5 separate regions of the Mus musculus genome follow, and regions 2, 3, 4 and 5 are each linked to region 1. Evidence: chromatin contacts called from public ChIA-PET, Hi-C, HiChIP or PLAC-seq and promoter capture Hi-C data. All regions are on one chromosome and are shown on one strand. Each heading gives the region's core, a stretch centred on a gene start, on an enhancer-like site or on the middle of the called end of the contact. The rest is flanking DNA. Distances are from core to core; before and after follow the strand shown.

Region 1 (2,685 bases), core at 137-2,636:
CCTGGCTGCATGCACTAAGCCAACACACTAGCCCTGGTTTGTTCTGCAGGGAGCTAGGCAGGGACAGAATCTGAGTCCCTTTTAGAAAATCCCTAAGCCTTTGATTCATCAAAACTTCTCTATCCATGGCAGACAGCCTTCTGGTTTAGCCATCCAGTGTCAAGAGGGGAAAAAGGCCACATGTGGTTGGTTTTGCTTCGAGGGAAGAGATGCCCTTCTGTGTGTTCAACTCCTTGTAACAGGATAAAGCGGTACCAGCAGGTGCCTAAGGAAATAAACCAAAAATCAACATTTCTGTCAACACAGGAAGGAACCCATTGATTCTCAGATGAATTATTTAAAATAATTTCAACTTTAGCTTTGAAACAGGGTCTCTTGACAGGTGGTAGTGGGGTGGTAGTAAACACTCAACATTTAATCCCAGCACTCAGGAGTTAGAGGCAGGCAGATCTCTGAGTTCTAGGCCAGCCTGGTCTACAGAGTCCAGGACAACCAGGGCTACACAGAGAAACCTTGTCTTGAAAAACAAAACAAACAGAAACAGAAACAAAACAAAAGAAGAAAAGGAAAGAAAAGAAAGAAAGAAGGAAAGAAGAGGAGGAGGAAACAGAATCTGTGTAGCCCAGGCTAGTCTGGAACTTGCTGTCCAGACCAGTTTGGACTTTGCTCACAGAGATCTGCCTGCCTTCTTCCTAGTTTCAGTGTTACCATATCTTGCTATGGAATTCTTCCATTAATAATTATAATTATTCTAACTACTGGGTCCTACCCCCCAAACCAAGTAATGTTTCTTCTTTCTAATTAATTAATTAGTACAGGGGAGTGTGTGTGGAAGTTAGAGGACAATTTGCTGGAGTTGGTTCTGGTTCTCTCTCCTTCCAGTATGTGGATCCCTGGGATCAAACTCAGGTCTTCAGGCTTGCACCCTCACCCACTGAGCCAACTCGCTCACCCGCACACGCCGCCGCGTTTTATATACATTTCTCGCTGAGTGTTTGTGTTTATGGACGGATCCAGATAAAACCTGCAACTGTACTTGGGTCAGAAATCTATGTGCCCATTCCTAGACAGGAAAGCAAACTTGCTGCAAGAAGTGTAGGGGTCGGGGGTGGGAGGGGGCTTCGCATACTTCTGTTTTGCTTTGGAGGTGGAAAGGAAAGCGTCAGAAGGCGACCCAGGGTGTGGAAGGGCGTGGGTCGTCCCTTGAACACTCAAACAGCAACGCGGGCGGCTAAGTGTCCGGGAAGCGGTGAAATTCTGTGGGAGGAATTTGAGGAACTTCCCACTGCTGCGGGAGCTTCAGGGGTTAAAAGAGACGATGTCACATCGGCCGTTCCAAGCTCCTCCCCGCTCAGTGAGGTGAAGATTTTTGAAAATCACCCCATTGCAGACTCCTCCCCCGCCTGGAAACCTCGCCCCTAGTACTGGGAATGACTCTGGGCGTGCGGCGTAGTTTGCAGCCGGGACACCGTGAGGCTTGCGAGCCCAGATTCGCAGCCGAGACACCGTGGGGCCCGCGATCCAGTGTTTGCAGCGGGAACATTTCGGGGTCTGTGATCCGAGTGAGGACGCAACGCAGAAGCTAAGGATGAGCACCGCGGATCTGATGCGTCGCTGGGTCATCGCCCTGCTCCTGGCTGCTGCCGGAGTTGCAGGTAAGGCTTTGCGCCAGGAGCCTGCCCGGGGTCAGGGGCAGCCGTCCTGAACTCGGAGAGCCCCGAGTGGTTTTATTTTTGGTCGAGAAATACAACCATTCGTGCGAACTTGATGTGATGTCCTTCCCACGTGGCTGGAGGGAAGTGTTTTGGAAATAGGGTGCCAGAGCTGTAGGGGGTCAGAGTGGGTTTGGGGAGTCCGGTGGGTGCTCTCCCAAGTCAGAGGTGTCTTTCAGAGCTATGTGTGAGGGAATCCAAGAGGAGGGGTCCCATCATTCGTTTTAAGGGCTGGGGAGACCCAGGCCCAGCTGTTCAACTTTGGGGTCGCTAGTCGTAGTTACAGGACTTGGGGGTCTCCACACTGCACTCAAACCCGGCTACTGCCGCGTGCCCCAAAACTCCGCCCTAACCCCACCTCCCACCGCACCCCCGAGCTCCTATTGGGTGCAGCCGGAACAGGCGAGCCTCGAGCCACTCCCCTCGCCCAATGGAGGAAGAGGATGATGTTCAGGGGCGTGGCTTGCACGACCCTCCCGGGTGGGGTGGGGCTACACATCCGGGCCGGCTGGGTCCTCCTTGTGAGCCTTCAGTCCCTACCTTGTCCCTACTTCCCTGGTTTGGTGCAGATGTGCCTCAGGCAACCCAGACACCCGTAGCTGAGACCATCAGGCAGGGAGGGCCAGGGACCTGGCAAAGACTTTTGCAGGCCTGGTTCGTTCCCACTCTCTGAACGTGTAGGATTGGACAGATCCATAAAGTGGACTTTAGTTTTAGGAGAGGCGTTGGAATTTGGACAGGAAGGGAGATGGTGTTACAATCTCACCAACAACTTCTTTGCAGCACTGGGAAAAGTGCTCCACCTCTCCCTCACTTTATAGACAGGGTCTCATGTAGCCTAGGCTGGCCTATAAGTCACTGTGTAGTCTCTAGCCCCTAATTCTCCTGCCTCAGCTCGGGAGTGTTGGGATGACAGGCATGTGCCACCATGCCTGGATTTGGGGACACCATGGATAGAACCAGGGTCCATGAA
Region 2 (2,685 bases), core at 54-2,553, 400 kb before region 1:
CTTTTCTTTTTTTTTCTTTCTGTTTTTATCGAGACAGGGTTTCTCTGTATAGCCCTGGCTGTCTTGGAACTCATTTTGTAGACCAGGCTGGCCTCGAACTCAGAAATCTGCCTGCCTTTGCCTCCCAAGTGCTGGGATCAAAGGCGTGCCCCACCACGCCTGGCTTAGGTTAACCATTCTTTATTTTCTCAAGATTTATTTCTTTATTGTATATAATAGTGTTCTGCTTGCATATATGCCTGCATGCCAGAAGAGGGCACCAGATCTCATTATATATTGTTGTGAACCACCATGTGGCTGCTGGGAATTGAACTCAGGTCCTCTGAAAGACAGGATCTGGAAGAGAGCAGGCAGTGCTCTTAACCTCTGAGACATCGCTCCAGCCCTAATCATTGTTATTCTAGAACTTATTTTAGATCATGTCTGTCAACATTTCAAACCTTCCACTGATCAAAGAAAATTTTTGTTTATTGAGACTGGGTCTCACGTACCCCAGGCTGTCCTCAAACTCCTGTGTAGCTAAGGCTAGCCTGGAACTACTGTGCCTCCTTCTTCATCTCCCAAGTGCTGGAATGATAGGTGTTTTTCAAAACTACCTTTTAAGGTTGGACATGGTGGCATACACCTTTAAACCCCACACTCAGAGATAGAGGCATGGGTATCTCTCTTAGTCTGGTCTACATAGCAACTTTCAGGATAGCTAGGACCCCAGGGAGGCTCAGTCTCAAAATAATAATAATAATAATAATAATAATAATAATAATAATAAAGGAGATCCTGCAGCTTCTGCCTCCCCAGTGCTGGGATTGGAAGATTAAAGTCGTAAACCTCCTACCCAGAGGCCCAGGGACATGCCACTCCTTCTCTTTTATTCCTTTCTGACTTGTGTTCAAACTCTCAAAATCTTACCAATAGGATGAATGAGCACATGACAACTTTTTCTGCATCCCTAGCTCAGTCAGCGCTCAGTACCTGGACAAAGAATGACTTGCTGAGCGGTGGTTGAGCACACCTTTAATCCCAGTATTTGAGGCAGACAGATCTCTTGAGTTCCAGGCCAGCCGTGTTACAGAGTTCCGGTACATCCAGGGCTGCACAGAGAAACCCTGTCTAAAAACAAAACAAAAACAAACCCACAAAACCCAAAACAACAACAACAAAAAGAATGACTGACCAGCAGATGCAACACACTAATTGTCCACAGAGAGAGCGGACTGGAAACCAGAAGGTGGCTGCCCCCCAACGCCCCTCCCTGGGCACGCCCCTAAGGGGCGGGGCTGTCTTGGGCGTGCGCGCTGGGGGCGGTGTCAGGCGGGGCAGGGCGGGGCCAGCAGCGCGCGGTGTCTCCCGCCCGCTTGGGTTGGGGTCGCGCTGGCTTCGGACTCAGCTCTCCTCGGTTGAGGCCATGGAGGACGATCGGAAGGACGCAGTCTATGGTAGGAGTAGCCTCCGGCCTGTAGGTCGCCTGTGCTGACTTGGGAAGGAGGGGGTTTTGAGGAAGGGCAACATCTGAGAGCCTTAAAACAAAACACTCGTGGCTGCAGGCAGTACGAAGGCCCTTCTGTCCGCGTCCTCAGGCCTCTGCATCCCGCGCTGGCTCAGCCGGAGCTCTTGGCCCTAGCCCAGGTTGTCCCCCGTGTCTCTTTTCGGGGATCTTCAAGCTTACTCCCTTCCTGAGCGATGAGCCGGGACTTATGGCGCATGCTCCTCGCCTGGAGGTCCCGTTATCTGGGAGAATTAGGTGATGGGCGGGGGAGGGGATGCGAGGCGATCTTAGCTTGGGGTGTGGGCAAGAATGGGGCCCGACCTCGCCACATGTCCCGTCTCCTTAAGACCCAAGTGTCCTCCACATCTTCGCCATTTACATCCAGAATAGCGACTCCAAGCTTAGTACTAGATGGGGAAACTGAGGCAAGGCTGAAGAGTCCCGTATAACTGGAATTAGGTGCCTAATGCGACAGGGAAGGTCAGAGACGAGGCGGGCAGGCGGGGAGCAATGCAGAAACTTTCCCTGCCTGTGCTGATTGTTGCAGGTGCCTGTAATTTTAAGGGTTCCAGGAGACCCGGACCTCAGTAAGGCCTGAGGTGGCCTTAGCCACTTGGAGCTGGGGGTGGGGCCAAGATGCGGATTTCTCACCCTACCCGACTCCGGGTTCCCACGGACTGGGTGTTGAACTCTGAGCCTCCTTCCTCTTATCTATTTTAGGTTCCTTGGGCCTAAATCGGCCACAAGCCTTAAGAGGCATAGCTGAGACTCTGGCAGAGGGGCTCTATCCCTCCCCCTGATATACCACTTTGTGTGACTGGAACTTCCTGGAAACTGCTAGACTCTAGAGTCTTGGGGAGGGGGCCGGAAATGGTTCAAAAATAACTAGAAAAGCAAGTAGGCTCTCTGCCTTCCTCCTCTTTCCTGGGTCTGTGCGGTCCAGGGGGAGGAAAAAAAAAGAATAGACAGGTCCCAGAGGCTGTGACACACCCTTCCTGGCCTAAAGGAAGGTAGCAAGACCTAGCCTTTCAGGGCTCTCCCAGCTTGAAGTTGCCAGCCCCCAGACCACTAGAAGGTCTGAAGCCCCAGGCTCTTGGGTTGCTGTGCAACTATTGAGTGCTTCTGGCTGTCTCTGGTGTGGGATTCTTGGTCTGGGAGCCTGAGTATGCTTGGGTATCACACCTGAGAGAATCTTTGGT
Region 3 (2,685 bases), core at 91-2,590, 410 kb after region 1:
TGGAGGAAGCACAGGTGGTCAGAGAGGCTGCAAGAGGCAGTTAAGCTCCTGGACCAAAAGCGGTGATCACCGAGTCTTTATTCTCTGGGGCAGAAGTGCATCATTGGGAAAGATGATGCATTTTCTCCGAGGATTGTCCAGAAGCCCTCCCCTTGGGTCATGTGAGCACTGGACTTCCCCAGAACTGGAAATGGGGCTGGGGCGGGGGCACCCAGGCCAGACTGAGCCGTGAAAAGTTTCTCGAAGCCAGCACAGTCAGCCAGGGTCTGATGGTAATGTGTACTGGGCATCTGTAGGTCCCGAGTTTGACTGTTCACTGCACTGAGGCTGTTCTAGGCTGAACGTCTGTGTTTTCACACCCTTGGCTGTCTGTAACTCGCTGTCACTTTTTCTGGGTGGGTGTCTCGACTCTAGCATGGGAACCTCAGTGGCTTGCCTGTGACATACACTCCAATTATTTTTTTTTTTTTGTTTTTGTTTTGAGACAGTGTCTCAAGAAGCCCAGGCTATCCCTAACTTCCTCCCTGGGTAGCCAAAGATGAGCCACTTCCAAGTGTTGGAATTACAGGCCTAAATAATTCCTCTGTGGCGCCCATGTAACAGCCCCCTGTCTCCTCTGTGTTTTGTAAGTCCTAGTGCAAATTGTGTATCTGGAGTCATCTAAGTGTGGGACTGTCTCCGAGTTCCCCCTCGCCATCATAAACAGCAGCAATAACTGCCTTTTCCAGGAAGTTCTGTCCACACTCTTCCATGGCCTTTCCCACACCCGGTTTCCAGCCTAAGGAACTTCCAGAAGGCACACACCACGTGGCTGGCTGTAGCCTTTTGACCTTGGCACCTACAGCAGTCAGCTGCAGGCTGTTTCGACCGCAGAGCCCAGCGCTGTGGTGGGTGTGGCCAGCTTCCCACCTCCTCCCCTCCCTCCTTAACTTCACAAGCCGCCCAATCTTTCCAGACTCCTTCCTTGAACACTCACCACCAACCCCTCCGGTCCCTGCAAGCTCGGATTCTGGAATCTCTCGTTCCGTGCTTTGCATAAAGGCTCAGAGAGGGTCAGCGACTCACCCCAGGTCACCCAGCGAAGAGTTTGCCTTGCATTCCCCACTCGCACCTCTCAGTAGAGGCGAACAGGAAGGAAGTGGGGTGGCCCCAACAGACAGAGACCCCCTCCCCCGTGGGAGGCAGAGCAAGGGCCTGGCGGGCGAGTCTCACCTTGGCGGTGGGTCCAGGACAAGCTGTGCTACCCAACTGAGCTGCGGATTCGCGGCGGGTCGCTCCGGGCTGCACGAGTTGGGAAGAGGCGGCGCGGGCCAGCCTTCGCCCACGGCTCCCTGCCTGCCCTACAGAGTCCAGAGTTGCAGAGGGCGGGTGCCTCGGTTTCCCCGCCCCAATCCTGCCTCAGCCATTACCTGGCGCCTCGCCTCCAAGGTTCAGAGTCCCAGGAGTTAAGGGAGACCCGGGACCTGATTTCAATACCACCTGCCTTCGACTTTTGGGGTGCTCACAGCCTCTGGTGGCCGCGCAGGGGAGGTCCAGCCCCGGACTGAGCCAGGCTCGGTCTCCCGGTCTTTAAAATGGGTGAGAAGATACCAGGCTGGTGGCAGGTCAGCGGTGGAGGGCTTGCTTGGCCCCAGAGCGGCTCGGGTTCCATCCCAGCAGTGGGTTTGGGGCGCGCGGGGGGGCGGAGGAGGGGATTTGACTGAGCTATCTGTGCCAGATAACAGCCACCTGTAAAACAGGCCTTCAAGATTGATCGGGAGAGAAGGAATTTAGGCAGAGAGGGACCCAGAGGGGCGGAGCAAAGCCATCCTCTTCCGCACACTGCAGGTCTTTCCTGTTATTTCAAACAAGAAATTTTGCCGGTTTGCAGGGAGGCTGGGGTGTGACTCAGTTGGTAGAGTGCGTGCCAACACGTACGAAGCCCTAGGTCACAGACGCAGGCCGGTATACACCAGGTGCGCAGTGTAACCCTGGGCCGTGGAGGTCAGAGGGTCAAGAGTTCATGATAAATCTCAGCTCCATAGCAAGTTCAAGACCTGAGACTGTCTCATTCATAAATAAATAGGTTGTCCTTAGAATTCCACAAAATAAAGCTGGGCCAGAATGGGACTCACTTCTTTAATCCCATCACTCGAGAGGCGGAAGCAGATCTCTGAGTTAAAAGGCGGCCTGATCTATATAGCAAGTTCCAGGATATCCACAGCTACACAGAGAAACCCTGTCTCTAAAACCAAAACAAAACCTAAACAGAACAACAAAGGAATCCCAAAGAATAAAGTCTGGCGATGGGCCTTCGAGATGGCTCAGAGCGGCACTTTCTGGCAAGACTTGAGAGCCTGAGTTCCATCAGGTTTCCGGAAGGAGAGCACCGGCTCCCAAAAGTTGTCCTCTGACCTCCACATCCGGGTTGTTGCCCTACCAATAATAAGTAAGTAAATAAATGTAATAAAGATTTAAAGAGTCCTGGTGTGGTAGATCATGTCTGTTAATGGCAGGAGGATTGGAGTGAGTTTGAGACAACTGGGCTAAATAGGGAGGACTGGGTCAGCCTGGGCTAAAGTGTGAGATCCTGTCTAAAAAATACACTTCCCCAAAAAATGAATTCCTGAGAAAAAGAACATAATCCCAGGGGTTGCTATCTTTCACATGCCCAGTGCACTCATAACTGTACACTGCTCCAGTGGT
Region 4 (2,685 bases), core at 105-2,604, 330 kb after region 1:
GCCAGGTCCAGGGGGCCTAGGGGCGGGGCCTGGATGGGCGTGGCACGACAGGGCGTGGCATGTCGGGCGGGGCCGTGAGTTCGGGAGCTGACCAGCTCCGAGGCTGCTGAAAGCAACCGTGCGCCGGCCAGGCGGCCCGATTTGCGGGCGCGTTCAAGGTCACCCTGCGGCCCGGAGCCCTGACCGGGGAGGGCGCGTGCAGCAGGCCCTATGGAGTACTGCTGCAGCCCCGGACGCCCTCACCCGGAGGCAGCGGCCGGGGAACGGGGAGCCCCCCTCCCGCACTACCCCCCCCCCCGCAGCCCCAAGGCCCCGCGCGAGGCTACGGCCCGGCGGAGAAACAAAGGGATCACGGCGGCCGCCGCGAGGCCTCAGGGCGCCCCCTCCTCTTCCCCTCCCCGCTTGCCGCAAGGTCGACGGGGTTCGAGGACGAAGATGCCCGCCTTTCGGGTGCGGCTCGGGCTTAGAGCAGCGCGATCCGACGCCACCCGCCTCTCCATCTCCCCTCCCCCCCAAAAAGCTCTCAGAGAAGGCCGAGTGGCATTACCCGGACCAACAGTGGGAGATCGTGGCCCTTGTCCTCCTGGGCGGCCTGCGGGTCTGGGCCTGGGATGCTGGAAGCATCCTCCGCCGCCGCGGCCCCTCCCCCACAGCCTTCCAGTGAGGAGCCACAAGGACCACCGGGTGGCTGAGGGCACCCTGTACACAGCCTGGCTTTCCAAAGCCTCTCGAACCAGGCTCCACTCCCCAAAACTCCGGATGCAGCTCTGGCCACTCTCAGGCCCGAGGCGCGGTACTACCCCCCCCCCTCCCCTAGGCCTAGCTAGGCCTGGTCCTACCCCCCCACTCCCCGCGTTTCCGTGGAGCCAGCCTCCGCCCCTCCCTCCCGTGTTCGTCTCGCGGCGACAAGGGAGTACCTACAGTGACCATTCTTGTGTGCCCGGCGGGCGCGGTCCGTATCGAGGGCGGCTCCGGGGGTCGTGCACTCCTAGGGGGGCGCCTGGTGCTCACGCCGGGGTCCCGCCCGGGCGTCTGCGTCTGCGGCCGCTGCAGAGGAGGAGATGGAGGCGGCGGCGCCTTCGAAGGCCGGGAACTGACCCGAGCCTGGGGATGCGCGCTTCGACGGCCAGACCCCCAGCGGCAGGTGGATGGAGGGAGCGGGCACGCAGTGGAGGGTGCCCGGAGCGCGGCCCCGCCGGGCCTGAAGAAGTCGCTCTTTCTGTGACTGAGATCTCGGCAGCTCTGCCTTCTGCGGCGGGCCCTCAGTTCGGCCTGTCCCGTGCCGGGTGATGGGTCCTCTCCTCTCGCCCGCCCTCCCTCCCTCCCACCGGCCCGCGCTGCGCGCTCCGCGCTCTGGGTCGCACTGCCGCCGCCCCCAGCCCTTTATAGAGGCAGCTGCCAGCGCCGGCGTCGCTCATTGGCTGAGACGGTGGGTCTCCGCCTCCTCCCGGCTCCCGACGGCGCGGCAGGTGGAAGCGAGTGCGGGCCTAGACTCTGCGTGCCAAAAGAGAATAGGATGAGGCATCAGATCTTGGCTCTTTCTTGCCTGCGGACTCTGACTCTAGTCTTGACACCACTCTCGAGTATTACTTTAGCTTTGCCGACAAATTGGGTTCCCCTCTTCAGTCCAGCATCTAACTCTGAAGGGGTAAAAAACAGCCTTTGGTGACCCAAACACAACCAGGGGTGCATGGGTGATGTCTGGGAGGGCTGGGAAAGGGCAAACACTCAGACCCAGACCCGTTCTGCTAGATCCGAAGTGAACAGTTTTTGTTTCCACATGGCCTCTGGTGATATTAGAATACTAGGTGTGGTGAGCCAGGAAGGTAGTTTGAGTCTAGCATGGGCTACACAGCACTTTATGCTGATCTGGGCTACATAGCAAACTTCAGGCTGTTGCGTGCTGCTTAGGAGACCCTGGGTTTTTTTTTTTTTAATTAAAGAACAAAGAAAAGAAAATCTAAACAAACAAACAACAACAACAACAAAAAAACCCAAACCAAACCAACCAACCAACCAAACATAAAACAAAAGTAAGGTGAGCACGATGTAAGGCTAACTTTAGAAGATAGTCAGAGTGATCAAGAGTTCAAAGCCAGCCTGGGTTACATAAGACCGGTTCTCAAAAATAAATAAAATAAAATAAAACAAAACAGAAGGCTGCAGGAAGCTGGAAAGATAGCTCAGCAAGAAAAGGTTCTTGCCATACAGGCCTGGAAATCTGATGTTTGTTTGTTTGTTTTTTGAGACAGGGTTCCTCGGTGTAGCACTGACTGTCCTGGAACGTCCTTGATAGGTCAGAGTGGCCTCCAGCTCAGGTATCCATCTGCCTCTCCCAGGTGTTGGAATGAAAGATATTTGCCACCATGCTAGGTAGCGACCTGAAGTGTGATCCCCTGAACCCATGTAAAGAAAGAAAGAGAGAATCAACTCTACATGGTACACACACACACACACACACACACACACACACACACACACACACGCACATGCACACACACTAATAGTAATAAATTAAAAAAAAATGGGTTGAGGATTGGTTCAGTTACTAGCCCATGAAACCCCAGATCCGATCCCTAGCACCACATAAACAAGCCTGGAATCACAACACTGGGGGTGCTGAGGCAAAAGGGTCAGAATCTTAAAGTCAGGGTCAGTTATGTAGTGAATTCCAGGCCAGCCTAG
Region 5 (2,685 bases), core at 102-2,601, 300 kb before region 1:
AAAATAAATCTTTAAAACTTTTTAACTGTTATTTTATGTAAATTAAAAAAATTGTACATGGATTTTTTTTTTTTTTGCCTGCATGTCGGTATGTGCATTATGTCTGTGTCTGTTTCTAGTGGAGGCCAGACGAGGGTGTCAGATTCCTGGAACTGGAATCACTGATGGTTGTGTGAGTTGTCATGCAGGTGCTGGGAACCAAATTTGAGTCGGCTCCCAAGGCAGCAAGTACTGAGCCATTGGTCTAGGAGAAAAAAAAAATTAAAGTAAAAATAAACCTACAGTTGTAGCCATCCGCAAAACACTTGCTTGGCTTAATGGAACTGTAGACTTGACCCTCTGTAACGTACAGAAATAAGCACGAGAGGGTGAGAACGCCTTTATGAGGCAGAAGTGTCGACTCATCTTTCACTGGCACTGGGATTCTTCCAGAGTTGGGATCTGCGATGCTTTCTGCTTTGTTTTGTTTTTTTGTTTTTTTGTTTTAGTTTTTTTGTTTTGTTTTGTTTTGTTTTGTTTTTCGAGACAGTGTTTCTCTGTATAGCCCTGGCTGTCATGGAACTCACTCTGTAGACCAGGCTGGCCTTGAACTCAGAAATCTGCCTGCCTCTGCCTCCCGAGTACTGGGATTAAAGGCACGCGACACCACGCCCGACTGCGATGCTTTCTAAAATATGGGTTTTCACTACAGCCTAAGAATTCAGGTGTAACAGCCACTGAACCTTACCACGGTGTGCTTCCCTGAGCACTGTGGCCTTTTGCTTAAAAAGAATATCACAAAGTGATAGCAAATGCCAGGAAGTTGGAAGAACTTTTATGACACAGTTGTCAGTGAGGATTGGGAAGGTAGTAGCGTGTATCCTAGCAGGAGGGAGGCTGAGACAGGAGGAACATCAAGAGTCTGTAGCCAGCATACAAAACTATAGAAACTATAGAAAAAGATTGCGGCTCTCTTTCCTCTTACTGGTTGGAGTAGAGAAGTGATATTTATATCAGCCAATGAGAAATTTTTACGGAATTAACTAGTGTCAAGTGACAATCCAGTGTTGAAGAATGGATCCCTTACACCCTTGGCAGGTTGACGTTTCTGCGACCAATAAGCCAACCCGAATCAACCTAGTGAGCTGAGGCCTCAGTGTCTTTTCCAGAGACCCCGCCTTCCCGGTCTGACAACCCGGTTTGACTTCTATTGGCTTTCACTTAAGAGTGACAGTTTTATTACCCAGTGAATTTGTGAGATTAGCCCTTCCTCGTGCCTTTTTTATTGGCTCACGTTCTTGAGTGGCAGTGCTTTGAACCAATTGGATATAGCAGTAGGGTTGCGGACTCCGCCCCGGAGGCCGGGAGGGTTGTTCGCTCGGGTCGGGTGTCGCCTGAGAACCGGATGAGGCGGCGACTCTGAGGCCGAGCCGGGAGCGGGCGTCGCGGCGAAGGGGAGACCGGGCGGGCCGGCAGAGCAGAGCAGGAGGAAGCAACGGCCACAGACACATCGGAACCGAGAGTCTTAGTCGGGGGATCCGCGCGGCGGAGGCGGACACCATGGGCAACCGCGGGATGGAAGAGCTCATCCCGCTGGTTAACAAGCTGCAGGACGCCTTCAGCTCCATCGGTCAGAGCTGCCACCTGGACCTGCCGCAGATCGCCGTGGTGGGCGGCCAGAGCGCCGGCAAAAGTTCGGTGCTCGAGAACTTCGTGGGCCGGTGAGCGAGCGCGCCGGCGGCGGTTCTGGGGCTCCGGCCGGGAGGGCGGGCGGCGGCCTAGGGCGCGGAGGGCGGGCGGGGAATGGCGGAACTGCGGCTCGCGGACGCCGCAGCACCGGTGGCAGTGGATAAGGTCTGGGGCAAGAGTCTCCATGGCTTTCCGCAGGGACTGGAGATGCAGATCCAAGTCTGGGACTAGTCGATGATAGTGGGCGGTGTTTGGGGCAAGACGGTCAGTGCCGACCCCTCTTGGTGCTTCTAGTTCCGGCTATGGCTGGGCAACTCTGACATCGCTTTACCTGTAGTCCGGGATAGATCCACTCCTCTTTCCTTCTGCTACCTGGAAATCTTAGTGTGTGTGCTAAGATGTTGAAGATAACACTTGCCACTTAGCCATCCATGGGGAATGACCCCTGGGGTCTGTCTGGCCAGTTATTTTCTGGAGCCTGCTCTCTTGCCTGGTTAGCTGGTTATCTGTTCTAGACAGGCTTCCTACCGGCACCATTTGGTTGTCCCATCTGTCCAAACTCACTCTGAAGTCCACCGTTGTCTGGCTAGCCATCTAAGGTGACCTCTCGTGTGCAAATGCCCATCTGTGCCCCTTATTTACGTGAGTTGGCCTCTGCCATCTGACTGGCTGAACTTTGGGAGCCTCCTGTTATCTGGTTCTCTTGGGCCGACTGGCTCTTTGAATCCATCCATTAGTCTGTTCTCCATTCCCACCCAGGCATCCCTGCCTGTCCATCCTCTCTGAGTGACAGAGGTTGGAGAACTTGGGAAGAAACATTCTTTAGGATTCTTTCTTGGGCTAGGATCCCCTAACCTAGAGCTTCCCAGTTGGAATGCTCTCTAGATAGCTCTGGGAGCCTCAGCTTGTTCCATCTGTCCAGTGGGCAAATTCCACTTGCAGCTGTTTGTAGGATCCAGGAAGTGAGTGAAGGAGGGATGTTGATTTACTCCTGTCCCCTCCCCCTCTGCCTCTCCC

What was found. Hi-C and Micro-C count contacts between places; a contact is called where the count stands out from the background. ChIA-PET counts read pairs in DNA pulled down with a chosen protein or histone mark. HiChIP or PLAC-seq counts read pairs in DNA pulled down with a chosen protein or histone mark. Capture Hi-C pulls out chosen DNA fragments and counts their contacts.
Region 2: a contact with region 1 is called in a promoter capture Hi-C map of pancreatic islet. The contact joins the promoter of Slc44a2 here to the promoter of Ldlr in region 1.
Region 3: a contact with region 1 is called in a FOXA1 HiChIP or PLAC-seq map of pancreatic cancer cells. The contact joins the promoter of Acp5 here to the promoter of Ldlr in region 1. A contact is called at or near these places in 1 of 39 promoter capture datasets (neural stem cells), 1 of 484 Hi-C or Micro-C datasets (embryonic stem cells) and 4 of 115 datasets of contacts at active chromatin or transcription factors (bone marrow-derived dendritic cells, embryonic stem cells, memory CD8 T cells and 1 more).
Region 4: a contact with region 1 is called in a Hi-C map of cortical neurons, with 2.0 times the contacts expected there. The contact joins the promoter of Elavl3 here to the promoter of Ldlr in region 1. A contact is called at or near these places in 1 of 39 promoter capture datasets (hippocampal neurons) and 3 of 484 Hi-C or Micro-C datasets (cortical neurons, embryonic stem cells and myocytes).
Region 5: a contact with region 1 is called in an RNA polymerase II ChIA-PET map of effector CD8 T cells, with 10 read pairs. The contact joins the promoter of Dnm2 here to the promoter of Ldlr in region 1. A contact is called at or near these places in 1 of 484 Hi-C or Micro-C datasets (CD4 T cells), 2 of 115 datasets of contacts at active chromatin or transcription factors (effector CD8 T cells and pancreatic cancer cells) and 2 of 9 other capture datasets (adipose tissue and liver).

The regions. Positions count from the first base shown.
Region 1 is chr9:21,722,190-21,724,874 of GRCm38.p6, forward strand. Ldlr (low density lipoprotein receptor) reads left to right here and starts at 1,387. Exons shown (of 18, transcript NM_010700.3): 1 at 1,387-1,655. The coding sequence starts at 1,589. It overlaps Gm26511 (a long non-coding RNA gene), which reads right to left and starts at 1,167. Exons shown (of 4, transcript XR_001779098.2): 1 at 1-1,167.
Region 2 is chr9:21,319,416-21,322,100 of GRCm38.p6, forward strand. Slc44a2 (solute carrier family 44, member 2) reads left to right here and starts at 1,304. Exons shown (of 23, transcript NM_001359227.1): 1 at 1,304-1,436. The coding sequence starts at 1,406. It overlaps Gm39302 (predicted gene, 39302), which reads right to left and starts at 1,699. Exons shown (of 2, transcript NR_166671.1): 1 at 1,175-1,699.
Region 3 is chr9:22,130,525-22,133,209 of GRCm38.p6, forward strand. It overlaps Acp5 (acid phosphatase 5, tartrate resistant), which reads right to left and starts at 1,341. Exons shown (of 5, transcript NM_001102404.1): 1 at 1,213-1,341.
Region 4 is chr9:22,050,669-22,053,353 of GRCm38.p6, forward strand. It overlaps Elavl3 (ELAV like RNA binding protein 3), which reads right to left and starts at 1,355. Exons shown (of 7, transcript NM_010487.2): 1 at 922-1,355. The coding sequence starts at 930.
Region 5 is chr9:21,423,557-21,426,241 of GRCm38.p6, forward strand. It overlaps Dnm2 (dynamin 2), which reads left to right and starts at 1,352. Exons shown (of 21, transcript NM_001253893.1): 1 at 1,352-1,700. The coding sequence starts at 1,540.